Linked DNA regions of Mus musculus: all the other regions are linked to region 1. The links are chromatin contacts, called in public HiChIP or PLAC-seq and promoter capture Hi-C maps. All regions are on one chromosome and are shown on one strand. The core of a region is the stretch at or near the end of the contact, and the rest is flanking DNA. Distances in the headings are between cores, read along the strand shown. Region 1 holds the start of Arl4c (ADP-ribosylation factor-like 4C). Region 2 holds the start of Prss56 (protease, serine 56). Region 3 holds the start of Snorc (secondary ossification center associated regulator of chondrocyte maturation). Region 4 holds the start of Gbx2 (gastrulation brain homeobox 2). Region 5 overlaps Agap1 (ArfGAP with GTPase domain, ankyrin repeat and PH domain 1). Region 6 holds the start of Neu2 (neuraminidase 2). Region 7 holds the start of Inpp5d (inositol polyphosphate-5-phosphatase D).

What was found. Promoter capture Hi-C pulls out the DNA fragments that hold promoters and counts their contacts. HiChIP or PLAC-seq counts read pairs in DNA pulled down with a chosen protein or histone mark.
Region 2: a contact with region 1 is called in an H3K27ac HiChIP or PLAC-seq map of thymic regulatory T cells, with 12 times the contacts expected there. The contact joins the promoter of Prss56 here to the promoter of Arl4c in region 1. A contact is called at or near these places in 1 of 39 promoter capture datasets (liver) and 2 of 115 datasets of contacts at active chromatin or transcription factors (pancreatic cancer cells and thymic regulatory T cells).
Region 3: a promoter capture Hi-C map of liver shows a contact between it and region 1, with 6 times the contacts expected there. The contact joins the promoter of Snorc here to the promoter of Arl4c in region 1. A contact is called at or near these places in 2 of 39 promoter capture datasets (both in liver).
Region 4: a promoter capture Hi-C map of liver shows a contact between it and region 1, with 7 times the contacts expected there. The contact joins the promoter of Gbx2 here to the promoter of Arl4c in region 1. A contact is called at or near these places in 5 of 39 promoter capture datasets (frontonasal cranial neural crest, hippocampal neurons, liver and 1 more), 2 of 484 Hi-C or Micro-C datasets (LSK cells and embryonic stem cells), 2 of 115 datasets of contacts at active chromatin or transcription factors (astrocytes and embryonic midbrain) and 1 of 9 other capture datasets (adipose tissue).
Region 5: a contact with region 1 is called in an H3K27ac HiChIP or PLAC-seq map of embryonic stem cells, with 2.9 times the contacts expected there. The contact joins the enhancer-like site here to the promoter of Arl4c in region 1. A contact is called at or near these places in 2 of 39 promoter capture datasets (hippocampal neurons and liver) and 3 of 115 datasets of contacts at active chromatin or transcription factors (embryonic forebrain, embryonic midbrain and embryonic stem cells).
Region 6: a promoter capture Hi-C map of hippocampal neurons shows a contact between it and region 1, with 5 times the contacts expected there. The contact joins the promoter of Neu2 here to the promoter of Arl4c in region 1. A contact is called at or near these places in 2 of 39 promoter capture datasets (hippocampal neurons and pre-B cells) and 1 of 9 other capture datasets (liver).
Region 7: an H3K27ac HiChIP or PLAC-seq map of double positive thymocytes shows a contact between it and region 1, with 4 times the contacts expected there. The contact joins the promoter of Inpp5d here to the promoter of Arl4c in region 1. A contact is called at or near these places in 1 of 39 promoter capture datasets (liver), 1 of 484 Hi-C or Micro-C datasets (CD4 T cells), 6 of 115 datasets of contacts at active chromatin or transcription factors (bone marrow-derived dendritic cells, double positive thymocytes, pancreatic cancer cells and 3 more) and 2 of 9 other capture datasets (adipose tissue and liver).

Annotation. Positions count from the first base shown.
Region 1 is chr1:88,700,253-88,703,816 of GRCm38.p6, reverse strand. Arl4c (ADP-ribosylation factor-like 4C) reads left to right here and starts at 1,626. Exons shown (of 1, transcript NM_177305.4): 1 at 1,626-3,564. The coding sequence starts at 2,153. The coding sequence ends at 2,731.
Region 2 is chr1:87,181,536-87,185,099 of GRCm38.p6, reverse strand. Prss56 (protease, serine 56) reads right to left here and starts at 1,786. Exons shown (of 13, transcript NM_027084.2): 1 at 1,502-1,786; 2 at 838-945; 3 at 444-497; 4 at 158-347. The coding sequence starts at 1,607.
Region 3 is chr1:87,468,512-87,472,075 of GRCm38.p6, reverse strand. Snorc (secondary ossification center associated regulator of chondrocyte maturation) reads right to left here and starts at 1,875. Exons shown (of 3, transcript NM_028473.2): 1 at 1,665-1,875. The coding sequence starts at 1,737.
Region 4 is chr1:89,929,300-89,932,863 of GRCm38.p6, reverse strand. Gbx2 (gastrulation brain homeobox 2) reads left to right here and starts at 1,688. Exons shown (of 2, transcript NM_010262.3): 1 at 1,688-2,631. The coding sequence starts at 2,109. LOC102637806 reads right to left here and starts at 789. Exons shown (of 4, transcript XM_030244408.1): 1 at 716-789; 2 at 178-255. The coding sequence starts at 759.
Region 5 is chr1:89,868,860-89,872,423 of GRCm38.p6, reverse strand. All of the region lies in intron 16 of Agap1 (ArfGAP with GTPase domain, ankyrin repeat and PH domain 1), which reads right to left. Among named protein-coding and RNA genes, the nearest start is that of Gbx2, 61 kb to the left of the region's middle. Within about 2 kb of position 1,638, at least 34 of the 459 cell types and tissues checked have an H3K27ac peak or open chromatin away from gene starts, as enhancers often do. A contact at or near this core is called in embryonic stem cells, where this site is marked.
Region 6 is chr1:87,572,243-87,575,806 of GRCm38.p6, reverse strand. Neu2 (neuraminidase 2) reads right to left here and starts at 1,780. Exons shown (of 4, transcript NM_001160163.1): 1 at 1,681-1,780. It also overlaps a transcript of Ngef not described here.
Region 7 is chr1:87,618,593-87,622,156 of GRCm38.p6, reverse strand. Inpp5d (inositol polyphosphate-5-phosphatase D) reads right to left here and starts at 1,845. Exons shown (of 27, transcript NM_010566.3): 1 at 1,526-1,845. The coding sequence starts at 1,668.

The DNA of each region.
Region 1 (3,564 bases), core at 377-2,876:
CAGAGGGAAACTGAGGACGGGTGAAGATTTGGCCTAGTGTCTAGTGGTGAGCTCCAGGATCCAGCCATGCCAGAAGAGAAAACCCTTATCCTAAACATTTTCCATGTATCCAGAACTATATTAATGTATTTATCACTTTGCCAACTCAATTTGAGATTAATTTGAGACAAATTTTTGTGCCCCTGTTTTTTTTTGGGGGGGGGGGGGAGGGGGTGCCCATTGGAAAGCATCCCAGAACCAATGCATCACTGATCTTAGGCAGGCTGTCTGCACTGAGGTCCCCTTAGCAAGTACCAGCACACAGACCTAAATTTCCTCCTCTAGCAAGCTGGACAGGTAATCTGAGTGGACCTTGCCAGCACCAACATCCATCACCAGTCCCTGGGCTTGAGTCTAGCTGGTGGAAGCCTAGACTGGCTTTTGGAGTTGTGAGAATTAAAAGATGGAATTGAACAGGTGTGATTTTTCTCACAGGCTTTAGTACAAATGAAATCATGTATTATAACAGCATTAGAAAGGAAGGTTCCTCTCTCTCTCTCTCTCTCTCTCTCTGTGTGTGTGTGTATATATATAATTTTTAAGATCACAAATGATAAGCATTTTTATTTTCTTTCCCTGGATTACATTTGCAACCTTTTCTGACCCAGAAGCCTGACCTACACAAATGTAAACCATTTTCCCCTTGGCTGTCATCTCTAGTTCCCATCATCATCAAACCTGTGTCACTCATAATCACCCCCCCCCCGACTTCCCTCCACATGCAGAAATAATATTCATTTGCTACGTTTTACAAGGTAGGATAAAACCACTGAATGGAGTCACGAAATGGAACCCAGAAAATATGTATTTGTGACTCATCACACCACCAGCTCCAAGCTAGCTAGGGTCTTCTAGTGACCTAGCTTTCCTGAAGCCTGGTCAGGTGATTTGGACCTCCCCCATCCCCTACCCTCACCCCATCCCTGGTAGGTTCTCAAGGTAGAATGACAAAGGTTGCTTTAAGACTAACCTAATCTGGGATGTCAGCAGAGTGGAGGGGGTGGGGAAGGGGTGGGGAAGCATAAAGCAAGGCTCCAAAATGGGTGTCTGAGAAAGAAATGTCTGGAGTTATCTAGGCAGGTGGGTGGTAGGTAGTCTTAACTGAGCCTCCTGGGCACACCCTAGACTTAGGGAGCATACGCATCAAGGAAGAATAGGGACCAAGACACTAGGGCACCAAAGAGCGTGAAACCACGCGGTGGAAATGGATTAGGAGTGGGCAGCAGCAGGGCTGCAGGCTCAAGGAGGTCAGCTCCTCTCCTCCGCCCTCCTGCGTCGGTGCCGCAGTCTCACCGCCCTAGCCCTCTGCAGTCGCTGCCTTTGCCCGGCCAGCTGCGGGCTAGGCCCCGGGCGGGGGTTCCGGAGCCCGGAGCTATTTTTAAAAGACGCGTCACCGGATTGGGGAGGAAGAGTCCGCGTCCAGGCCCACAGTCGGCGCGCGGCCGGCGGGAAGGGTCGCCTGGGCGAGTTTCGAACGATCGGAGCGCGCGAAAAGACGCAACCGACCGAGAAGACCCCGCCTGACCCCGGGAGACCGCGGGGCGTGGCGGGCGAGGGGCGTGGCCTGTGGGCGGGACTAGAGGGGCGGGGCCGGCGCCCTCCGGCCGCAGCAGGCTGGTGGCGGCGGCGGCGGTAGCAGCAGCGCCTAGTACTGCAGGGACAGCAAGGCAGCTACGCTAACTCGGACGCCGGGGAAGCCCGCGCCCCGCCTGCGCCTTTGCGGCGCTCCCGGGAGCCGGAGCTAGAGCAGCTCCGAGGTGCGCCGAGACCAGAGGCTGCTGCAGAGCCGCGGTGCGGGAGAGCCGCAGGTCGAGCCGGGCTACCGCGCAAGGCGCAGACATCCTACACCGCGGCGTCTGTCCGTGGCGGCTGCGCGAGAGACAAAGCCTCCGGAGAAAGATGCCCGCGGAGCACGCACCAGGCGGGCCAGGGAGCCGGCCCCTCCGAGCCTAAGCGCGCCTGGCCGTGCGCCGCGGGGACGCCGAGACCCCACCGGGTCCAGCAACGGGCGGGGCCCAGGTGCGCCCGGCCGCAGAGGGCCTGTGACTGCTCGGGGGGCGGCGCCCTCCCGCCGCAGCCGCAGTCGCAGTGGCCGGCGCCGCAGCGAGGAGCCATGGGCAACATCTCCTCCAACATCTCGGCCTTCCAGTCTCTGCACATCGTTATGCTGGGCTTGGACTCGGCCGGCAAGACTACGGTGCTCTACCGGCTCAAGTTCAACGAATTCGTGAACACTGTGCCCACTATCGGCTTCAACACCGAGAAGATCAAACTGAGCAACGGCACTGCCAAGGGCATCAGCTGCCACTTCTGGGACGTGGGCGGCCAGGAGAAGCTACGGCCGCTGTGGAAGTCCTACAGCCGCTGCACGGACGGCATCATCTACGTGGTGGATTCGGTGGACGTGGACCGGCTGGAGGAGGCCAAGACGGAGCTGCACAAGGTGACCAAGTTTGCGGAGAACCAGGGCACACCGCTCCTGGTTATCGCCAACAAGCAGGATCTGCCTAAGTCGCTGCCGGTGGCCGAGATTGAGAAGCAACTGGCGCTGCACGAGCTCATCCCGGCCACCACCTACCATGTCCAGCCGGCGTGCGCCATCATCGGCGAGGGCCTCACCGAGGGCATGGACAAGCTCTATGAGATGATCCTGAAACGCAGGAAGTCTCTCAAGCAGAAGAAGAAGCGGTAATGCGCTAGAGCAGCGATCTGGAGCAAGGCTGAGCGAGCAAGCCAGTGAGTGAATGAATGGACGTCTGGGTTGAGCGAGAACCCGCGAACAAAGACAACGAACCAAAGCGATGATTCGAATTTTTAAAACACGATCTCTGTATCCAAATACAGGACTTGGAGACTTAAGCCGGGTGTGGAGGCTGCATAGCCACCCATCTCGTCACCTGCCCCACCCCCCCACCCCAGCTCAGAGGACCTTTTGTCTATAATGCTTGAGCTACCGGTGGGATAGGGTGGGGGGGACCGGTGGGGAGTGGACGTGAGGACGCAAGGGTCCCGTGGTGTGCCCTCTGGCCCCAGGTGGGAAGCTTGGATGTCAGAGAGACAAAAGCGATTTCTTCTTGCTCCAGCAGGGCCAGAAGTTCAGACTGCCCAGCCCCCACTGCGGGGGGGAATCACGTGTGAGTTACCTGAGGTATGCAGTTCACACAGAACCCTGGGGGGGGATACCCGAAAGGGGACGGGTAGGCGCTGGAGTGTACTGATGGGAGGGTGGGGATGACCGCTCCTTTCATTCTGGAGCTATGGAAACTGAGTAATTTTATGGCACAGGGCAGGTCCCTGTTGCGATTTCATTTGTCCTACTCTGGGCCCAAAGGAGGTGGTGGTTTGAGGCCATCCAGAGGACTGCCTCGGACCATGCGGCAGCTGGAAGGCCCAGGATGCTGTGTTTCTGGACTTGGCTGGGAATGGCCTGGAAGACGCCACTTTCCAGGGGTGGGTGTGTGTGGTTTTGTTGAGAACTGCTTTTCAGCCTGGGATGAGACCTCTTCCAGATGGCCTAGGCCCTGT
Region 2 (3,564 bases), core at 537-3,036, 1.5 Mb after region 1:
CCACCCGCAACCGGCATTTTAAGGCCCGAGGTTGGGAGCTAGCTTCCGCTAGGGGGCAGCAGAGACCTGCTCTGCTCTGCTTTGGCCCATGGGTGCTTAGACTCCCATCGGATTGGGTGGCCCTGCTGAGCAGGTGCCTGGAATCTCGACGACGTACCCGGCGAAGCAATGTGCAGCCGTGAGCACCCAGGATGCTGCTACCAGGACACCCCCGCACAGAGGCAACCCTCCAAGTTGCAGCCTCACTAGCCAAGGCCAGGCCCCCGAGGGAGCCGTGCTGCCACCGACTATGCGGCCGTGAGCCCGGGTCGTGTTGGCAACGCCTTGATGTCTTTCTCCACATTGTACTAGAATGGCAGAAACGGCGTCATGAAGCAAAAGTTTTAGTTATCTTCACGTTGAGGCCCACCTCGCTTTCAGCCCTTGGAGTCTTTTAGTTTCACCTGGCTCCGGTGGGTCCTGGAGGAGGGGGGCTTGAGGTCTAGGGCGTCCAGGTCCTACTGAGAAACAATCCTTTGAGCCTCGCTGCGCCCTCTTGCGGATCTTTCGCTTTATTGGGGGGGGGGGCTGGGCCTCATCTTTCAACCACTCTCCACTTGGCCCGCCTTCTAGCACATGGAACTATTTGAGCAGCCATGAACTGTGACCACCTGAGCCCACACTCTCCCCTCCTCCCTGCTGTGTCTCAAGTTTGGCATACCCCTTCCACTTGGACCTTCAAAAAGAATCTGACCCCAAGGACGATGGAACCTAAAAATAAGGGCTGGACATGGACAAAAGGAGGAGTCCCCTGTACCAATGTGAGTCTGCTGGGTGGGGTAGCACTTCTGGTACAACCTTGGCATTCATGTAGTCTGTGCTGGATCTCCATCAACACGCGCTTTATGGCCCACTGGGCACTCCTCTGGGCAGCCTGCAATGCCTGAGTCCCCTGGGCAGATAAAACTGGGAGGGGGAGGGACATGGGACACAAAGTCACATTCCCTTGGCAGAGAGCCCCACTCAGTCTAAGTCTTCCTGAACCTTGTCTGGGGAGTCCCAGAGAAGCGTGGTGAACTCTTAGACTACCAGGGATGTAGAGATGGGGAGAGAGGTCAGGCCCCAAGGGCCAGCCCTCAGGGCAGATGGTGCTACAATTGGGAAGGAATCTCTGAAAAGCTCCTTTCTTAAAGATTTCAGAGGAAAACCACTGCCCACCGACATCCAGGTAATATGGTTAAGGTATCCATCTTTGGGCCCAAGGCATGCTGCCCCGGGTCTTCTAACACCGTTATCTCTGGAACCCCTTGGCAGTGTTGCTGTCTCTGCTTCCTGGGTGAGGCTGTCTACCCTCCCTTCCTATATCCCAGTTCCAGGCTCCTCCTTCCAGCAGAAGGTGGGCAGAAGGACCACAGGCCCTCCTAAGTGTGAGAGATAAGCTCATTTCCCTTGTCCTCCCTTGACCTCACTTTCCCTATGCCCCTCCCACCTCCCGTGGTTCCCTCGGACCAGCCCGGCTCACCTTGCAGGGCGCCGGGGGACAGGCGCGTGTACAGTGGATGCCCATGGGCAGTTTGGGAGTCTGGGGACAGTAGCAGCAGCAGCAGCAACAACATAGCCAGCGGCATGGTGACCTGGGGCCAAGGCGGGAGACCCTGTCCTCTTTATTCCTGGACTCTACCCTCTCCTGTGATTCTTCCTGCCCACAGACTTTGTGTCCCTCAAACCATCTGATCCCGTTGTCTTACACTAAACTACTCACTTCTAATGGTCCGCACCTCACCTGGCCCTCACCTCCTGGGAGCCCTCAGGGAAACGATGCCCTGGAGCTATATAGAGGACAGAGGGGTGTGTGTGCGTGGGAGGGCAGCCAGGACTGGGGGAGGGAATGAGGTAGTGGGCTGGACCCTCACCTTTGAAGTCTCATCGTCCCACTCTGCGTCTCCCCACTTCTGTGAAAGCGGCCCTTGTTCCTGCGGTTGCTTCAAAGGGGCTGAGATGGGGCTGGAGAACTGACCGTTGGGCTGGGGGCCAGGCAGAGGGAGACTGGTGGGCAGGGGCTGGGAGGGGGGATCCCCATCTGTTTCTGCCACCCTGGGGAGTCCACTGCTCTGCTGGGACAGGCACTTTTGGAGGGAGGAGAGCTAGGGATAGGGGTGGGTGTCCTGGGCAGTCTCACCCCCTAAGCAAGCCATTGAACTTCCAGCCCCTCTGCCCCTAATTGCTTGGCAGTGTCCCTCCTCCGTGTGGCCCTTTCTAAAGATGATCAAAGCATTCTAATTTGCGCCATAATTGCTGCACTGGGGTAGCGGGGTGGGAAGAGGCAAAAGCAAGCGGGAGATGAAAGGCCCCACTGTGGCCCAGTTTGGGGAGCGCAGGATCCAGCAGGACCCCTGTCCCTGCCCACTCAGTGTGTCCAGCTTTGTTTTCAGTTGCTGTGACCCTGATCTGGCAGGAGGGACTCTTGAGAGAAGGTCATAAACAGGCAACTGTCCTGATATCCAGTCACCACCTGGGGTAGGGCCGAGCCTTTGGGTACAAACAAAACAAAACTACCCTTGGCACCTTGATTTGTGCTGGCAGCAGGGACATGTTGGTTAAGGGTTTAAGTACAGGAATTGGGACACACTGTGGCTAGGGGATGTGTTCTCTTCAAAGGGACTGCTTATCACAGCACGTAGCCTGTCTCCCACCACCAGGAAGGTAGAGAGAACGGTAGGTATAGATTGTTGTGTCAATTCAATGACACTAGGGATTGGAGTTATCTCTGCATATCATAGGTAAATCCTATGTGCTCTCCAAGTTTCTAGCAGAGAGGTATGGCTCCTGTATGCCTGCTGAAGCCTGGCCAGGCCGGAGTGGCCAGCATAGAACTGTCTGTCCTCACTCTGCCTTCTTGGCATGTGTCAGGCTTTGAGTCCAGTCTGATGGCAGGAAGGGAGTAGACCCTTCTCTCACCCACACAGCAAAGGGCAGGGCATGGAAAAGCACACTGTTTCAGATCTGGCTCCTACAAGTTGAGAAGACCCCCACCCCACCCCACCCCATCCTTGTCTCGACTCCTGGGATCCTACAAGTTGTTGGGAGCATGTGGAATCTCTTCCTTTGGCTGGCATCAGAGCAATCTTTCTTTTCCCCCAGGATCAGATTCCTGGGCAATTTTAATTCCCAGGGGTAAGGTGGTCTTTTTGTTTTAAGAGTCTCAATGGAGCCTAATGGAGGGCCGTAGGTCTCCTTCACCCCTCCCAAAGGCAGAGACAAGCCCTTGGGCTCTGTACTTCCACTTTGAAAGGAGGAAGAGAGACGGGGTGTGGCAGGGAACCTTGGGGGTTTCTTCAATATATCTAGAAAGCCTTAGTGGGTTCTCAGGAGGTATCTGTGAGTTCAGGTGAGGAAGAAGGGTTGGGGGTGTGGGAGGGATGGGAGGAGTGAAAGGGGACACAATGCCCCCTCCCCCAGAATCCAATGATGTAGCCTCTTTATAGGTATGCTCTGGATGAGCTCTGTGTGTGTGTGTGTGCAGGGGGGGGGGTGTCCCCCTCCCTCCCTTCCCTCCCTCACTTAGGCCTCCACATAGTCACAGAG
Region 3 (3,564 bases), core at 626-3,125, 1.2 Mb after region 1:
CCACCAGCTGAGGCGGGAAGGGTGGCAGGCTGGAGTACCCCAGGAGTACCCCATCTCCTCTTTCCTGCTATGAGACTGCAGCCCAGGAGAGACAGGGCCACAGACCTCGTACACACCTGTGCAGACCTATGCGTCCATGGCTAGTTCTGAGAACCTCCTATCTCCCCACTCCCAGAATAGCCAGAACCCCAAAACCCAAGGTGGGATTTGCATGCTCATGCCTGCTGTGGGCCCGCCTGTTCCTAGGGGAGAAGGAAGTCGTGGAAAAAGAGGGAGGTGAGGTCAGGCGAGGTCTTGGCTATTCCCAAAGCTTCTGTGGGAACAGAAAGCCCACCCACTAGAGTTGTGTATGTATAATCTGACCGGGGCTCTGGCTAGAGGCTTAGGTTGGAAGAAACCTAACAGAAACCTGGACAGGAGCCACTAGGAAGGCTCCAGCTGCAGGGTCCTGCCAGGCAACAGCCTCACTGTGGCAGGAAGCGGTGTGGGTCTCAGCTCCAAGTCCTAGGCAATAGAAAATGCCTCCTCCCACTGTAAGTCCTAACTCAGGGGTACTTCAGGCTACATTACCGAGCACAGCTCCCACTCCAGAAGCTGGGTGTGTCCCAACATATGAGAAGAGATGGTTCTCCCCAAAATCCATTCGGGCTTTGAACCCTGCTCACACTCTGAACACTGAGTGTTGACTGGACATTTGGCCATCCTCAGAGCCCTGCATTGAGCCCTGGTGAGGCCTTAGCATCCCACTATGAGGGAGGCAGCGTAGTGGGTGCCACCTTCTACAGATTAGGAAATGGCCAAGAGAGGTATGAGCCAGGCTGGGCAGAGTCAGGTCTTTAGCTATTTCCTGGGGTGTTGAGGGGAGGTAGAACGGCCCACAGACCACCGTCACCATCCTGGGGTGTGGCCGCGAGTTCCGAGGCTATGCTTCTACCACAGAGGTGACTTCTTTCCTTTGTAGACACACAGACACCCCTAAAGTTCAGGCAGCAATGTTGTAAGACAACCAGGGAACCCAGAGGCCTTTCTGCAGACTACTGAACAACTGCGCGAGATTTATTTTCTCATAATCAAAGCCTATCTGTGCCTATGTCCCTGCTCTGAAGCAGACCCAGAGCAGGCCTGCCATGCAGTGTTTTTTTCAGACCCCAGAGAGGCCACCTAGGGCTCAGTCCAGTTTCCTCACTATCCTGCAAAAGACTCTAAGAAATATTTATCTCTATGGGGACAGCACCTAGGTCGTAAGTCAGAAGGAAAGGGTTTGCAGAATTTAAAGGAATCATGAGTCTCTGGGTTTTCTGCCCAGAGGGTCTCTGGCCTTTAGCCCTTTGCCTTATGTCTGATGAGTCCTCCAGCCTCCCAGGTCCAGAAGTCTCCAGGTGTTCTAGCGGCAAAGTATTACCCCAAGAACATCAGACAGCCAAATGTACCAGACCCTGATACCCAAGTCTTTTTCAATGGCCACCCATCCTGCTGCTAACATACATCATCTTACTCGGTTTCTACCAGCCAGCATTGTGGGAGTCTCCCAGAATCACCACAGCTGGGAATCCCACCTTGTGTGAGGGGCTTGTACCCCATAGGTACTGGAGGATCTGGTCCCAGTGGTAGTTATTGGCCCTGAGAAGTTGGTAGCAGCAGAGCTGAGGGCCTGCGCCCCTTACCTGTGAGCACCGCAGGGGCCAGGACCCCAGAGATGAGCAGCAGCGCCACGCGCAGGGCCAGACAAGATGCCATCCTGGCAGGGAGTGAGCAGTCTTATGGGACACAGAGGACTAGGCGGCTGGGCTCAGGCAGCGGGAAAGAGGCTTCAAAGAGCTGGGAAGGGTTTTCATCAATGCAAACTCTGTCCTCCTGGGACACCGTGCCCGCCCCTCACACATGCACGCGCATGCACACACACACACACACACACACACACACACACACAGAGAGAGAGAGAGAGAGAGAGAGAGAGAGAGAGAGAGAGAGAGAGAGAGAGAGAGCGCACTCAGACAGACCTGCAGTCCTGAACTACCAAACAGCCCCACCCTGGAGAGGAGAGGAGAGGAGAGGAGAGGAGAGGAGAGGAGAGGAGAGGAGAGGAGAGGAGAGGAGAGGAGAGGAGAGGAGAGGAGAGGAGAGGAGAGGAGAGGAGAGGAGAGGAGAGGAGAGGAGAGGAGAGAAAAGGGGAGAGAAAGGGAGAGAAGGGGAGGGGAGGGGAGGGGAGGGGAGGGGAGAGAGAGGGTTCCTTTCCTCTCTCTCTGTCTCTGCCCTGCTCCCCTCCTCTTTCTCTTCTCTGTCTCTCTGTCTCTGTCTCTCTGTCTCACTCTCTCTGTCTCTCTCTCTCTCTCTCTCTCTCTCTCTCTCTCTCTCACACACACACACACACACACACACACATATTCCTGGACTAGTGAAAGTACAAACTTTCCCAGCCTCCCAAGACAGGAGCCTCACCCAGGCACAACAAATGCCTTGAGCCACTGTGCTCAGGACTCTGGGAGACCCTGCTCAGGACCCTTCCACTGGCCCTTACTAAAGCTAAGGTTGTGAGGCATTTTCTATTAAAGCCCCTTGGCCAGCCGCTCTAGGCCCCTTCCAGGAAGGTCTCAATGCACAAGTCCTTCTCCCTGGCTCCCTTGTTCTTGTAGGCACTCTCCACTAATCCAGAGACTCAGTTTCACCTTTAAGCCTGGGCTTGGCTCAGAGTTCAGCTCACTACCTTCCCAACAGGTCTGACCAAGCACATTGGCCTCCTCAGCCTCTGCCTACACCCACAGATGGACTTCAACACACGCGCGCACACACACACACACACACACACACACACACACACACACACACAGGTGTGCTCACCCTGCAAGTTCCCCAAGTCTCTTAAGCCCCTGAGGCTCTGCTACTTCATAGTTTTCCAAACAAAAAGGCAAATTCCCTAGCCAGTCTTCCCTCTGCTTTCCTGCTCTCTCCCTATGTTCCAGCTGCTGGCCCCAACAATAGGGCTCCTGCAGGATACTAGCGTGGCTCCTGCCCCAGGGCCTTTGCACTCTATCTTCTTCCCTAGAAAGTAGTAGCTACACTCATCATCATGTTTCTCCAGGTCTGAGCTTGGTCAGTCAGCCTGTGTCCTGTCGTTGGGTCACTTTAAGGTTCTTCACAGCACTTACATTTTTATGAATTTTCATATCGCTCCCCCTTGTGTGTTCATTTTCAGAAGAGAAGCATGCACACGAGGTGCATGAATCAACCTTTCGTTGCTGTGACAAAGTGCCAGAGATGACTTTTTAAAAGAGTTTACTCTGGCTCATGGCTGCAGGTTTTATGGTCCTGGTCAACTTGTCCTGTTGCTTGAGCCTACGGAGAGGCAGAGCATCACAGTGGTGGCAGGGAACAGGGGAGGCTGCGGTTCTCACAGCAGAGGAAGAAAGGCAGGGAGACACACCTGGCTGGGGACAAGACACACTTTGAAAAGCATGCTGAGGTCTACTCCCAACCAGGTTCTGCTTCCTTCAGCTGTGAACCCATCGATGAAACAGCTAAGTCACTAATGAAGTTACCACACACATAATGCAATCTTTTCTCAAT
Region 4 (3,564 bases), core at 439-2,938, 1.2 Mb before region 1:
TGCTGCCGAAACCATCTATTACTGCGGCCCGGAGAGGGGAAAGGCGTTTGAGATGTCTTTGTCCGGGTGATGGAGGGGAGGGGAGGGGACACTGGTGGGGGAGGAGGACGGCTGGCAGCCGGGCCAGCGAGTTTTCTTCTGGCCAAGAGATGCAAAGGACTCATCGTCCCCTCTTACCTCTCTGGGTGGGCAGTTGCTCTCTGGCAAGATTCTTGGCCCGAGAAGATCTCTAGGATTGAGACGTCCCCGGGGGACCTTGGGGTTAGAGCGGGAGAAAGAGGAAGACCGAGAAAGAAGAGCTTCAAAGAATCGGGTCGATAAATTCATAAAGATCGATTTATCTTTATCTCCCAATTAAATGTGCTTGTGATACATAACACACGTCCAACATGAGCCAACTCCCCAGCCAGAGCTCTTCCGGGTGAACTGATTTTTTAATGACCTATATAACAATGCCCTCCTTTGCTCCTTGGCCTGGTGCTGTCAGCAGTTCCGAAAGGACGTCTAGACCAAGGAATCTGAAGAACAGGCAGGGGGACCCGAGGAAGCCCAACGCGCTTGGCAGGATCTGCCTTCGCCACGAAAGGATCCCATTTTAAAAGGAACACAAGATTTGAAAGTTTGTTTCAACATAAGAAAAGATGACCAGAAATGCCTACTTTCCTTTCGCCGCAATCCCTCCAATCTCCTAACCCCCAAATTCCCGGCTTTTTACCATTGTCGAGAACAGGGGAAATATCTTGAGGGACTCAGCTCCATCCAGCAGTCCGCAAAGGGGAACCGCGTGCCCAGGAGTCCTCGCGCTGCGCAGAGCCAGGGTGAGAGCTCCCTCCGTTGCCAACGTGCTTAATTAGTGCCTATTTACAAAACGCAGCTTTTATTTGAGCAAACATCATAAAGCTTTCATCAGGATAATCTCACGTTATACAATCCAGAGGCGTCGCAACCCCCCCCCCCATTCCTCCCTGAAGATGGAGCAGATAAAAGACTCGCTTTATTATCATAATTATCGTGGCTGTTATTTTGGTGTACGCTGGCAAAGTGGGTAAATAGGTGCGATGATTAAGAATGTCATGAAAAATGAGCAGGGATCGCTCACGGAGGGCCCAACCAGGAATGAGGGAGACCACCGCCGGCCGCCCCGCTGCCACCAGCGGGCCGCAAGCAACCATTCAGCTTCCGTGTCGTGTGAGCAAGGGCTGACAGGCCCAGGCGCACCTCTGGGAGCAGACCTGCAGAGGCAAGACCTTAAACGCTATCCGGAGACCTTGCCCGGACCCTTGGCACAACCAGAGCGCCCCTGGTTAAGGTGAGCATCACACAGGGTTCTGCTGTAGTAAAACACTCCCGGCCCATCGGTGGCGGGTGCCAGTTCCAAGCCGCCTCTCATGAGGCCTCCACAGGGATGCCAGGGACTCTAGGGTCTGAGTCGGGTAGGTAGCAAGGGTCCCTCTTAAGTTTGCTCCGCGCGGTGCAAAGGCTCCAGCTCCCAGGCCAGCACGCTCCAACCGTGGCGCCGGTAGCCCATTTGCGGCCCGCCTGGGTGAAGGGGGCGGAGCCCTAATTTCGCCCCGCCTTCCCCTGAATAGCAAATAGGAGTTGGTGCTCGGTCCCACGTGACACGAGCTCCGCTGGGCAGCTGGCAAAATGTGAATGAGAAAGAGGAGCGCGATTTAAAGGTGCTGGCGGCGCCCGCCAGAGACAAGTGCGCCGGCTTCGCGCGCTCCCCAGCCGCCCGTGGGAGACGACGGACTGCAGGACGGACAGACGGACGGACGCACGCACTGCTGGTAGCTGGGCCGAGACCTGCAGACGCGAAGCGCGCGCGTTCCGACGGGCTAGCAGCCGGGAGCGGTTCCGGCGAACGCGAGGTCCCCGGCGCCCTCTCCATCCCGGGCGCACGGCCTCATCGCGCTCGGTGGCTGCACCCGTGCAGGCCGGGTATGCTGCGGGTCCTGCACTGAGGGGCGGCGGCGGCGTCTGCGCTCTGGGCACCGCTCAGCCCCTGCCCGGAGTTCCCGGTGGTACTCCCAGCGTCCGGAGGGCTTCCAGGCGGCGGCGGGACACGGGGACTTTTCGTCTCTCCCTGGCTTCTCCCGAACGCGTCTATGAGCGCAGCGTTCCCGCCGTCGCTGATGATGATGCAGCGCCCGCTGGGGAGTAGTACCGCCTTCAGCATAGACTCGCTGATCGGCAGCCCGCCGCAGCCCAGTCCCGGCCATTTCGTCTACACCGGCTACCCCATGTTCATGCCCTACCGGCCGGTGGTGCTGCCGCCACCGCCGCCACCGCCTCCCGCGCTGCCCCAGGCAGCGCTGCAGCCCGCTCTGCCGCCCGCGCACCCTCACCACCAGATCCCCAGCCTGCCCACCGGCTTCTGCTCCAGCCTGGCGCAGGGCATGGCGCTCACCTCCACGCTCATGGCCACTCTGCCCGGCGGCTTCTCTGCGTCGCCCCAGCACCAAGAGGCGGCGGCTGCCCGCAAGTTCGCTCCACAGCCACTGCCCGGAGGCGGCAACTTCGACAAAGCCGAGGCGCTCCAAGCGGATGCGGAAGACGGCAAAGCCTTCTTGGCCAAGGAGGGCTCGCTGCTCGCTTTCTCTGCGGCCGAAGCGGTGCAGGCGTCGCTCGGTGAGTCGGCGGCGCGCGCAGCCGGAACGCGGGGACGGGAGGGAGTGGGGGCGGGCCAGCTCCGGGTTCCCGCCGAGACCCGGGGGACGAGGCCGCGCCCCCGCCCGACCTCTGCGGGAATAGCTGGAGGAGTTGCGGTGATGCCCACCGGAGCTTTCCAATGGGGCATTTAACGCCAAGCAACAAGCAGGATCCTGGGGAAAGGAGGCGTTTAGAGCTCTCCTGCTAGCTACTCCAGGCCACACATCTGGTGGCGTGTTTGGCACACACACACACACACACACACACACACACACACACACACACACGCTGTGATTATTGAGGGTCCTTGGTGTGTTGCAACCTTAAAGAGAGGCCTTATTGGGCTGGTTTTTTTCTTTTTTCAGTTGCATATGTACCCAATAGAGTCCAGACTCAAATATCTTCACTGGGTTCTCTGTTCATCCAAGAGAATCAGATTCCTGCGAGACTCTCTCTCTCTCTCTCTCTCTCTCTCTCTCTCTCTCTCTCTCTCTCTCTCTCTGTGTGTGTGTGTGTGTGTGTGTGTGTGTGTACATGCACGCACTAGGAACTCTAGGGTGGAAAACTTCTCCTAAGGAGACACAAATGATATGTCTCAAGAAAGCTGCGGGCTGGCATCGGCCCTACACCACTCACATCTGCTGTGAAATTGAGGCTCACTTAATTTTAGTTGTTCAGATGGTGGTGGGGAGGATCATGAACTCCCCCTTGGTCTTCAAACAGTCCTGGACCCCAGGGAAACAAAGGGGATATTCTCTTGGGCCTCAGGTCCGAGCAGCATCCTGATACTTAAGCTGTTAGAGGCTGGGAGGGTGAGCGGGAGACATGGCAGCCCCTTGAGTGATGGTTCTGGGCAAAGGGCCGTCGCCTCTACTGTCTCCTCCTCTCCTTTGAGCTTTTTCTCACGCTCCC
Region 5 (3,564 bases), core at 389-2,888, 1.2 Mb before region 1:
GCAGCAACGTGCTCTCTGACTCCCCAGTGTGTTTCTGGTGTTTGCCCCTGTCCCATCTTGTCTAGCACTCATTGCTTAAGGGAATACAAGTTGGGCACTCTCAGCATGTGGATGAACGTGTTGTCATGAGAGTGACATTGGTGGAATGTGTACTCATGTACTGTGATCCATGGGAGTAAAACTCATCAGCACAAGCCATGTTCTCTTAGTTTCTAATATACAGATAGCCTGAAATTAATTTACACAGTAAAACCCGGGTCAAGAATTAACACTGCTTCCTTCAGCTTAGGAACACAGAGGACACCAGTAAAACTGAGGACATCAACATACTGAACCCAAGACACCACCACCAACTGGTATTCAAAGGGGCACCAAAGTCTCTGTGCACCGTCCTCTACCAAGAGCAGATAATGCCCGCTGACTAACACACTCTCTGTTAGTGTTTTCTGCCTCACTCAGCAGCTGCAGAGGGACAACCACAATGCAGACTCCAAGGGTTCTTGTTTTGTATCAGAGTTGGGGTCACCTTGCTCTTCCTCGGGGTACAAGCACCACATGAGGAAACTTTGCCAATTTCCAAATAAAAAATACTGGTGACTTCTTTTAGCAAGAGTGGCGGGTTCCTCTCAGAGACCTGACTAGACTGTGGCAGGGAGGAGCAAGGCCAGGTGCCTGGGGTCTGGCCGGTCACTTCAAAGTGAAATGCACACTAGCCAAGACCCTCAACTTTCTGCAAGTGAGCATTATGGAGAATCTTGGTGGCTGCAGAGCTAGGACTTGCCCGGAGTTTTCGCAATACACTGAGAAATGACCCTTCTGGCTCTGTGCTGCTTTCAGAGGGCTTCCATGCTGAGGCTGAGCTGGAGGCTGGTATCAGTACATCTGACCAACCGAGCCTTCATCTTCATACACTTCTAAGGCAGTAGAGAGCAATGGGACCTTCTTCTCACCCGCTATATCTCTGGAATGTCATTTCCCAACAGGGTCCACCCTAGAGCCTCATGCTAGGAGCTAGTGAATCAAGTTTTACAGACACAACAACTTCCTTGATGGACAGAGGAAGCAGCTATGCCTTAGTTGCCATCTGCAGATGCCACAGTACCACATACAAACACAGAAAGCTTGTGGAGAACAGGGCGACTGGTTCACCACACCCATACACTTCTACTCAGAATACCACAGGTGGGAAGATCCTACCACCACTTCCTATGCTGAACCCGCTATTTCAACAGACACTGTGGGTCAGGGACAGGCATGTCATGGTAGGGTCGCGACAAGTGGATTGAGGTAAATGGCCCTGAAAGAGGACCAGCTCCTTTATAGGAAGGGGCTGAGGGACTCTTTCAAGACTGAACACAGAGCACACAGAACGCTGTCCCCACCCCTACCCCCACCCGGGGCTTCAGCTTCCTCTCATTCCCACCTCGCCCCCTAAACAGCACTGGAATGCCCTGTCCCCTGATGGGCTTCATAATGAGAAGAGCTGTCAATCACAGCTCCATTAGCCTGGACAGACTTTCAGTTCCTGAAACAATTTATTGGATTCCCAGAAGCAAATGGGCCTTCTTCCTTTTCAGCTCTGTTTTTTAGGGAGCTATTCAGAGGGAGTGTGTGTCCTTCTGTCCCTGCTGGGCCGCCTTTGTCTCCTCCATCTACTCATGAAAACAGTTTCCTGAGTCTACCTACCTCCTCCGCCCTGGTTTTCCTACTGTTTGCCAAAATGTCTTCCCTCCCCTGTTCAGCTGCCACACTACCCCACCAGCTGTTTCCAGCTACTGAACCAGGAAGGCAGCAGTGAATCCATTTGCAGATTTTTGGAGCCGGGGGTGGGGGAAGGGGAGAGGCACATTACGTGAAATTAAACTGGTGCAAAGAAAGAATGAGCTAATGAGTGAGTGTAGCCAGTTCCCAGGTCCAGATCCTTCCTTCCCCCATAGGAATTTAGCAAACTCTATGAAGAACGAGTAAAGATGCAGCCGCCAAAATTTTATCAACAAGCATTCAGTTTTCCTAATGGTGAGGCAGGATCTGGCTATGAAGTAGCTCAGGCTGACTGCAAACTCTTGACTGTAGCCGGCAGAGTGCTGGGTTACAGGCACTTACACGATGCCTGGTGAGTCATTTTGAATGTATGAGGTTCTTAACATTTTTAAGATTTATGTTGATGGGCAGTGGTGGCGCACGCCTTTAATCCCAGCACTTGGGAGGCAGAGGGAGGTGGATTTCGGAGTTCGAGGCCAGCCTGGTCTACAAAGTGAGTTCCAGGACAGCCAGGGCTACACAGAGAAACCCTGTCTCGAAAAACCAAAAAAAAAAAAGGTCTATGTTGATGATGACTGAAGTTATGTTCTGATAAAAATTTCAAATATATATTAAAAAATTCAACCTAGTAACCCACACGTAAGGTCTCTGTAGCTCCTGGCTCCTGAGCAGAAGAGGGGCTGAGGATGACGTCTGGTAACACTTCTTTCTCTGCTCTTCCTGAAGAATGACATGCACAGTGCCCCTGCCCCTGAGCAGGAGGACGCTGGCTTTTAGGCATAAATCACTTTAACTTTTAGCCTGGGAAAACAGGCTGCAGAAGCAGAGAGAGGGCTATGTCTTGCCTTCTGAGGCTCTCGAGTCAATAGTAAATTGGGGGGACACCATTGTGCCATGGAGATCCAATCAGGGTAAAATTATGCAGTCATGTACGAAATAATATCTATTAGGCTAATTTAATCACCGAATACTTTACAGATGAATTAGAATTTAGAATCCAATTATTTCCAACATTCGGACTGTCAGAGCCTGTTTCTAGGCAGGGGAAGAAAAAGGGGGAAAAAAGGAGTAGATGATGATTAGGGTTGGCTTTAAAAATGCAGTCAGCAAGGCTGGGGCAGCGAGGGAGGAAGAGCGGCTCTGCTCAGGGTTGCACTAGCTCACACTCTGCCCCACCCTACGGGACCTAAGGGACACACTGATCCCTTAGCCCCGATGGACAGCCATTGTCCTGGCCAGGAACCATACAAGCCCCTAAAGGAACCCTCCTCCTCAGGGCTGGCACTTCACAAAGGCAGCCGGCTGGACCATATCCTGGGGTCGTCAATGGTGCAGACCAGCTACTAGGTCTGGGAGTCTGTACCCCAAGGGCACCGTAGGAGCCATGGTCACTTCCTGGGTGATCTTGGTCCCTGCCCCCAGCCCCTGCCCTATCTAGTACTACACTGCCTTTCCGGGACAGTAAGGTTGTCTAGAGTCTGGGAGAAATTGAGAAGAGACCCGGAGCCTGGGGCCTCTGAGGTGGGGAGAAAGTTTCTGTGGGGGAAACTGAGGCCTGGGAAGGGTGGTCAACACCAGGGGATGGGCTCATCTTAAAAAACTAAAACTGGGGCTGGAGAGATGGCTCAGCAGTTAAGAGCACTGACTGCTCTTCCAGAGGTCCCGAGTTCAATTCCCAGCAACCACATGGTGGCTCACATAAGGTCTGGTGCCCTCTTCTGCTGTGTTTGAAGGGAGCAATGGTAGTTTACTCATATGCATTAAAAAAAAAAAACCCTAAAACTGACTCAGCATTCTTTATTC
Region 6 (3,564 bases), core at 531-3,030, 1.1 Mb after region 1:
TTAGTTAGAATATATATGCTTTATTGTTAAAAAAAAAAGCAGGGATGAGTGGATGAGAGATTACTTCCCTCTGGCATTCAGTGGCAAAAACCAGAACCAACATTTGTGGCAATCGGATGTCATACTAGGCAGACATCTGAGATTCAATGGTGCCTACTTCCTGCATCCATGTCCTACTGTGACATATGGGCTGTACCTAATGGCGGCTCTCTGACAAGCAGAGCATGGCAGAGTGATGGGATGCCACTTAATGTCACTTCCACGAGCACATCACAAAAGTCTGTGGTTCTGGGAGATGGCTCAGCTGAGAAAGAGCGTGGCATGCAAACGAGAGGTCAGGATCCAGGTCCCCAGAACACAAAAGCTAGGTGGGCCTGGCTGTTCCCAGCACTCAGCGGGCAGAGGCGGTGATCCTCACAGTAAGCTAGCTAGCTAGACTAGCTGGATTTGACTAGTTCCAGGTCTAATGACTGACCCTGCCTCAATAAATAAAGTGGAGATTCTTCAAGGAAGACATCTGACTTCCATAGCTGAGCGTGCTCACGTGGAGCGCATCACACAGCCATGTCCTTGAAGAGAGAGATCTCTGGAATCTTCTGCAGCCTCAATGAAGCAAGGTGTCATGGCAGAGAGGCAAACAAACAAAACAGAGCAAGCTGCCCAGCCATGACCAGCAGGAAACAAGGCCCTCAGTCCAGCAATCCCCAAGGAGGCGTGCAGGCCTGCCAACAACCCAGGAGGCCTGTGTGCCTTCTCCACACAGCCTTGTAAAGAGGCGTTCTGGCCCTCAGCCACCTTGCCTCCAGCCAGTGAGAGCCCCTGAACAAAGAACGCGGCCAAGCCCTGCCCAGATTCCTGACTCACAGAAACCTAGAGTATAAGTATGCCCTGCTTCTTGGCAGTACCGGTTGGGTTAATTTATTACCAGCGGTAGGTCACAAAAAACAATAGCTCATCGGAGGCTTACATAAATATGGGCAGTGTAGCTATTAGCATTGAGAAATGAAAGCAATGGGTTAAGAGGCAAGGTTTTGGTACCAGCTAGGATGGGTTTCAATCTTGGAGCAGCTTACTATCTATGTGGCCTTGGGCAAGATGATCTATGAACATATGTATCTTTAAAATGCACCTGATTCTCAACTTGTAGTGAGGGCTCAGGGCTACACAGAGAGGTTATGCAATCTGCTTAGTTCAGTGCCTGCCACGCAGTAAGCACCAGGCAGAAGGAAGCCGTCACTAATCATAATTCACTGTAATAGTAACAATTGATTAAGACCTCTCGAATAGAGCAGCTGGTGTCCCCTGCCTGGGAGCTGTCAAGCTGAGCCCTGACGGCCATGTAAAGCAGTGATTAAAAGTGCTGGCTTAGTTGGCAAACCGCTTGGCATATGTGCACTGGGACTTGAGAAGATTCACAACTGTCACATAAAAAAGGGGCACAGTGGCGTGCTCCTTTAACCCCCACAGGGGAAGTTTGAGACAGGAGGGGAGGGTGCAGGTAAGATTCGGAGGATGGCCGATCAGGTAGCCTGGCCAATTAGTGAGCCCTGGGTTCCATAAGAAAAACAGAAAACAATAAGAGAGAGACCTGGTGTTCACCTCTGACTTCCACGTGTGTGTGCACGTGTACACATACTAACACAAAAGTGACCAGAACCCAAGAGGATCATAAACACTTACCCAATCTCAGACTCAGGGGGCGGGTCAGTCAGTGGTGGGGCGTCCATTCTTAGTCAACTTCCGATATTACCTTGCAGCCAGGGGCCGTTTGGGTCATGTCAACCTGCACCTCAGTGGCACCTCCCCTTTTGCCTGGCTCCTAGGGAGGTGTGTCTGGCTCCCTGCCTAGGTGCAGGGCACCCAGCAAGGTAAACACCCAGACAGGAAGTGCCTGTCCCAGGAATGGGGCCAGCTATAGGGAGGCAGGTCTGAAGGTCAGGAATGTTTCCCAGGGAGGCTTTTCCAGGCTATAGTACTCAGGGACAGGTAGGGAGCTTGTGTGCTTATGTGGGGGACACACAGACCTGCACTGAGGTGCCCGGACAGGACCGTGGATGGGAAAGGAAGAAACTGAAGCACTTATGAGGGGGCCTAACACCCAGGAACTTCTGGCTGGCAGGTGAGCAAAATATATGTTTATTTTATCTTATTTTTTAATGAAATGAGATCAAGGAAACCGTAGAAGAGAGGTCACTGCTGGGGAAGTGCAGAGTGTTGCAAGCATTGATTGAGAAGAACTAGGAAAGAGAAGGCAGCCAGACTGTCCATGGGAAGGAGAACTTGGCTACCCTTGCAAGATTCCAGCAGTACCTATGAGGTCCTGGCTATGCCTGTGAGCTCCCAGCCCATCTTGGCTTAGTGATTCTCCCAGCCCAGCGTGTTTCAACATCTGTGAAGCACGAAGCAGGGTGACCCCTCTTTCCAGCTCCTATACCTCCAGCTGTGGAGACTAGGGAGACAATGTACTGCAAAGGACAGGTCAATAACTTACAGGGCCCTGTGCAACAGGAACGTGCAGGGCCTCTTGCCAAAAACCGATAAAGAATCAGAGAGAGGCAGAAGCCTCATGTTAAAGTAACTGCAGAGCCCTCCAAGACCAGGGCACTCACTCCCCATGGTGCTCGCCCTGGTTGTAAATGTATGTGTAGACTGTGAAGTGCTGTGATTTCCGTGTGCTGTTGGCTCAAACCTCAGGGTTAAGGTGTGCTCTAGGGAGGAGACTTCACAGCTATGGAGTAACAGCCCCTGTGTTGCTGCCCCACTGATGTTGCTCCTCCTGCTCAGGGACCATTTCAGGACAAAAGACCCTACCCTCAGAACCCTCCAGATTTGTGTGCTTGGTGGCCAAGAAGCCAGAGTATGTTGTGACTCGGTTGAGAAAACTCAGCTGGATATAGCAATAGAAGGTTCTTATTTCCTGTCTTGACCAATATGTGGGATATTCACGAAGCCATCAGCTGCAGGGAGCTGGACTTGGGATTCCTGTAGTTTTGGCTACTCTGCTATCTCAGCTAGTGACCAATGTCTTGTTGCCTTGAGAGAAATGGCTGTCTTAATGCAGAGAGACATTAAGGCTCTGGTTGGGTCCCCCCACTGTGTTTTCCTTTCCCCTCCCCCTTTCTTCATCTTGGCCCACATTTGATGTTACTTAGTCTCAGAAAGGAGAAGCCAGAGTCTCCTTGGAGACTCCAGCATCCTGGACAATGAAAATGGACAATAGGCCATCTTCCTCAACCACACTCTCAGGCCACTCTTTGAACAACCACAGATTTTCATGGACATGGTCCCCAGGATAGGGAGACACCCAGCCTGTCCTGTTTCCTAACGGTAGCAGCAGTCCCTGTGGCCCCACTGCCAGGGATACCACAGTGAGTTTGAACATTAATGAGAGGTCTTTTAAAGAATGTCCCATGGTGAGCTTCTGTTGGTGAAATAGCTGATGGGTTGACTGTGAGCACTTGTTCCCGCTCTCACTCTAGCTAAGTGTTTCAAGTTCCTAGGGATGAGGGGTTGGGATCTTAATGACTAGAACAGGAAGTTCCTGGGGGAAGCAGAAGCCTCTGT
Region 7 (3,564 bases), core at 596-3,095, 1.1 Mb after region 1:
CACTGGGACAGAAAAAAATATAACTGGGTTAGTAGAGTCAGGCTGAGCTTGTGACACACTGAAAAGTACCTTCCTGCCCTCTTTCCTTTCAGGGCCTCTCACTGGTAGATTCCCCAAGAGACAGTGCTTTGGGGAGGTCCAGGCCACCTGCAGTGCTTCTCCTGAAATATGCTGGTGGGTGTGCAGGAAGCTGGCTGCTAACTCCACCAGCACAAGATGCTCAGCCAGCCGTGAGCCTGTACGGGCTTCTAGTGCCCCTGCCCCCAACTCTGTGAACACTCTAGCTCCTCTTACTTCCATTCAAGTCCACTGGCATGCCTAGCCTGATGGTGGTAGGAGGTAGGCAGCACAAGCTAGTGGTCTCTGGGAGCAAATGACCGACCTTATCCTCGATGTTTGTAACCTGTCCAGCCCTCATGGTCCTTAATCGCAGGTCTAGGTGTTCATAGAACCCACACTCCTGGCTCTCTTGAAGATGAAACTAGCCAACAAATGCCTAGCACAGCAGGTCCCAACATGAGTCAGAGCTCAGAACAGTCTGTGGTCAGTCACCCACTTCCCTCCTGCATGAAGATTGGGGGGGGGGCAGCTAGCTGCTCTGAAAGATCTTTCTCTCAGTCCAGGGACAATCTATCAGATGGTACCTGTGCTGTTCAAGTAGGCACACCCTTCCTGACAGTGTTCCTGCCCTGCTCCAGCCTGAAGCCTGGACAGGGTCTGACCACAGGACTATAGGGGTGGCGGCCTTCCTCAGAAGACGCTAGACGGACGGAGTGTTAAAAAGGAACCTTCAGCAAGTGGCTGTTTCCTCTGTTGTTAGGATAACCAGCATATTCAGCAACATCTTCACACTGGGCTGTGGGGGGGTACCAACGGGGGCAGAGACCTGGATAGGGAGGGACATAGCTGAGTGCAAGGAGGGACAGAGACCTACTCAGAGAGCAGCTCTGTGGCTTCCTGTGTCCTTGCAGCCTAGAGTAAAATGTGTACACGAGGAATCCTATCCTGATTAAATGCACCCCGGACTCAGCTCCCCAAATAGAATTAGCTCTAAGACCACATACTAGCAGGGTGGAGGAGGGGACCCTTTTGCCAAGGTTGCCCTTCACTGAGTCCCTGACTGACGCTTGAGCTGACCAAAATGCATTCCAATACACCCTCCACCAGAGAGGCCTGAGTTTCTTCCTGACTCTGTCCCTGCTCCTGCCACAGGAACTCACGGAGACCCCTGGCACCACAGGTCATGGAGGGCTGCAGTATAGGGGAGGCCCAGAGTCACTCAGAGAGCCCTAGCACCACACAAGCCTGTCATGACACAGGCTCCCTGAACTCGAACGCCAAGGTCCAAAGTGGGCCTCAGATGCTGCCCCCCCTTCTCCCCTCCCCACAGGGCAACGAAGTGCCAGTCACGTCCCACCATCCTATGACATAAACCTAACTCAAACTCCCATTACAGGGGTTCCCCCTTTGGATCCACACCTCAGTGGTCCCTGGATCTGACAGTTGGGAGGAGACGGGTACTCACAGCACGCAGAGTGCGTAGGCCCGGGGGATGGACTCGCTGGCACGCACAAGGAAGCTCCCGTCCTTGCCGGCTCTGGAAAGTAGCTCCTCTGCCTTGGAGCGGGTGATGTTGCCATGGTTCCACCCAGGGACCATGGCAGGCATGGGTCTCCTGGACTGGGTCAGCAGCCACTCCCAGGACGGACACTCCAGCAAAGTAGTTCAGGGCCCTCTCTAGGCTGAGACCTGCCGCCTGTTGCCTCTCAGAAATTGCCTCTGCTGCTCCTACCAGCTTAACTGACTGACTTCCTGTTTCAGGCACTCAGCGAGGGAGAGGAAACTGAGCTGCACAGAACTTCCTCATTATAGAAACCAAGTGGGGGGGGGGCATCATCTACCTTCCCACCCAGCCAGCACTGGCTGCCTGCTCCACCCTCTCACTCACTGGCTCTCTATTTCCCCTGAATGGGACCTAACCTCCAGAAGCGTCCATTATCAGCCGAAGTTCCACACGAGGGACGCAAGGGCTCTTTTAGCGTCAGGTTTCATGGCTGACTTCTCAAGCCTGGCCCAACATTTGTGAATAGGCCAAAGGCATGGCTCTCAGAAACCTTTGCTGATGTCCACAAGGGTGGTCACAGTTTTCCCCAGCGCCACCCAGCATACTTGTGATGGTGAGCTTTAACTGTCAACTTGACACAACATAGGATTGCCCAGGAAGAGAATCTCCATGAGGGAACGTCTGCATTGGGCTAGCCTGTGGATACATCTGTAGGGGTTGTTTTAATGAAGCTAGTTGATGTCAGAAGACCCAGCCCACTGTGAGCAACACTATTCCCTAGCTAAAACAGTCTGGTTTGGCCCCTCTGGACCTCTGCTGGGCACCTGGGGCTCACGGAAGGGCTTACATGTCCCTATGGTGCAAGCTGGCCACTTTGGTGATATATGTTACCGCGTTCTGCACTGCAGAAGCCCAAATGGCCAGTCAGGCTATTCCCTCTGTGGCTAGACATGGCTATGTTTGCTCACCCCTTAAAGGTCACCGTTCAGTACTAGCTGAGTTCTGCAGGTACTAAGGTAGCCACTGTCCCTTTGATCCCAGAGCTGGGTGACCTTGTTCCTCAGGCCAGGCCCACCAAGGGAAGTGCTGGCTTACGGCAGAAGTGGTGATTGTTCACTCCTTCATCTGAACCTTGTCACGTTAGATGTGACAACAGACCTAAGCCAGGCACCCCCCTACACACACATGCACGCACATACTGGAGCTTGGTTGAGCTTATCGCTCTCAGCCTCAGTTTTCTTTAGACTGCAGGGTGTAATTCAGAAAGGAGCTCTGGTGTGTGGAGGACATGGGAGCTGTGTTGATGTCATCCATGGCAGGAGCTTGGGGCCTGCAGGGCACAGCTGGTGGGAAATCTGAGAGTGGGTAGAGTACTCCAGCCAGGTCCTGAGCCAGAGGGAGGGGACATGGTCTCGACAAGAGCTCACGTCTACATTCTGATTTTGCCACCTGGAGGCTGAAGATGTTAACTCTAACTCTACAAGGGACCCTTCATGGAGTCCTCTCAAGTTCACAGTACCCCATGCAGCCCTCCTTAGGAAATCTCTGTCTAACACATTGTCTTAGTCAGGGTTTCTATTCCTGCACAAACATCATGACCAAGAAGCAAGTTGGGGAGGAAAGGGTTTATTCGGCTTACACTTCCATACTGCTGTTCATCACCAAAGGAAGTCAGGACTGGAACTCAAGCAGGTCAGGAAGCAGGAGCTGATGCAGAGGCCATGGAGGGATGTTCTTCATTGGCTTGCCTCACCTGGCTTGCTCAGCCTGCTCTCTTATAGAGCTAAGACTACCAGCCCTGAGATGGTCCCACCCACAAGGGGCCTTTCCCCCTTGATCACTAATTGAGAAAATGCCTTACAGTTGGATCTCATGGAGGCATTTCCTCAACTGAAGCTCCTTTCTCTGTGATAACTCCAGCTGTGTCAAGTTGACACAAAGCTAGCCAGTACAATTGACCCCTTGTCAACTTGACACACAAACACATCACTAGTAAGCCT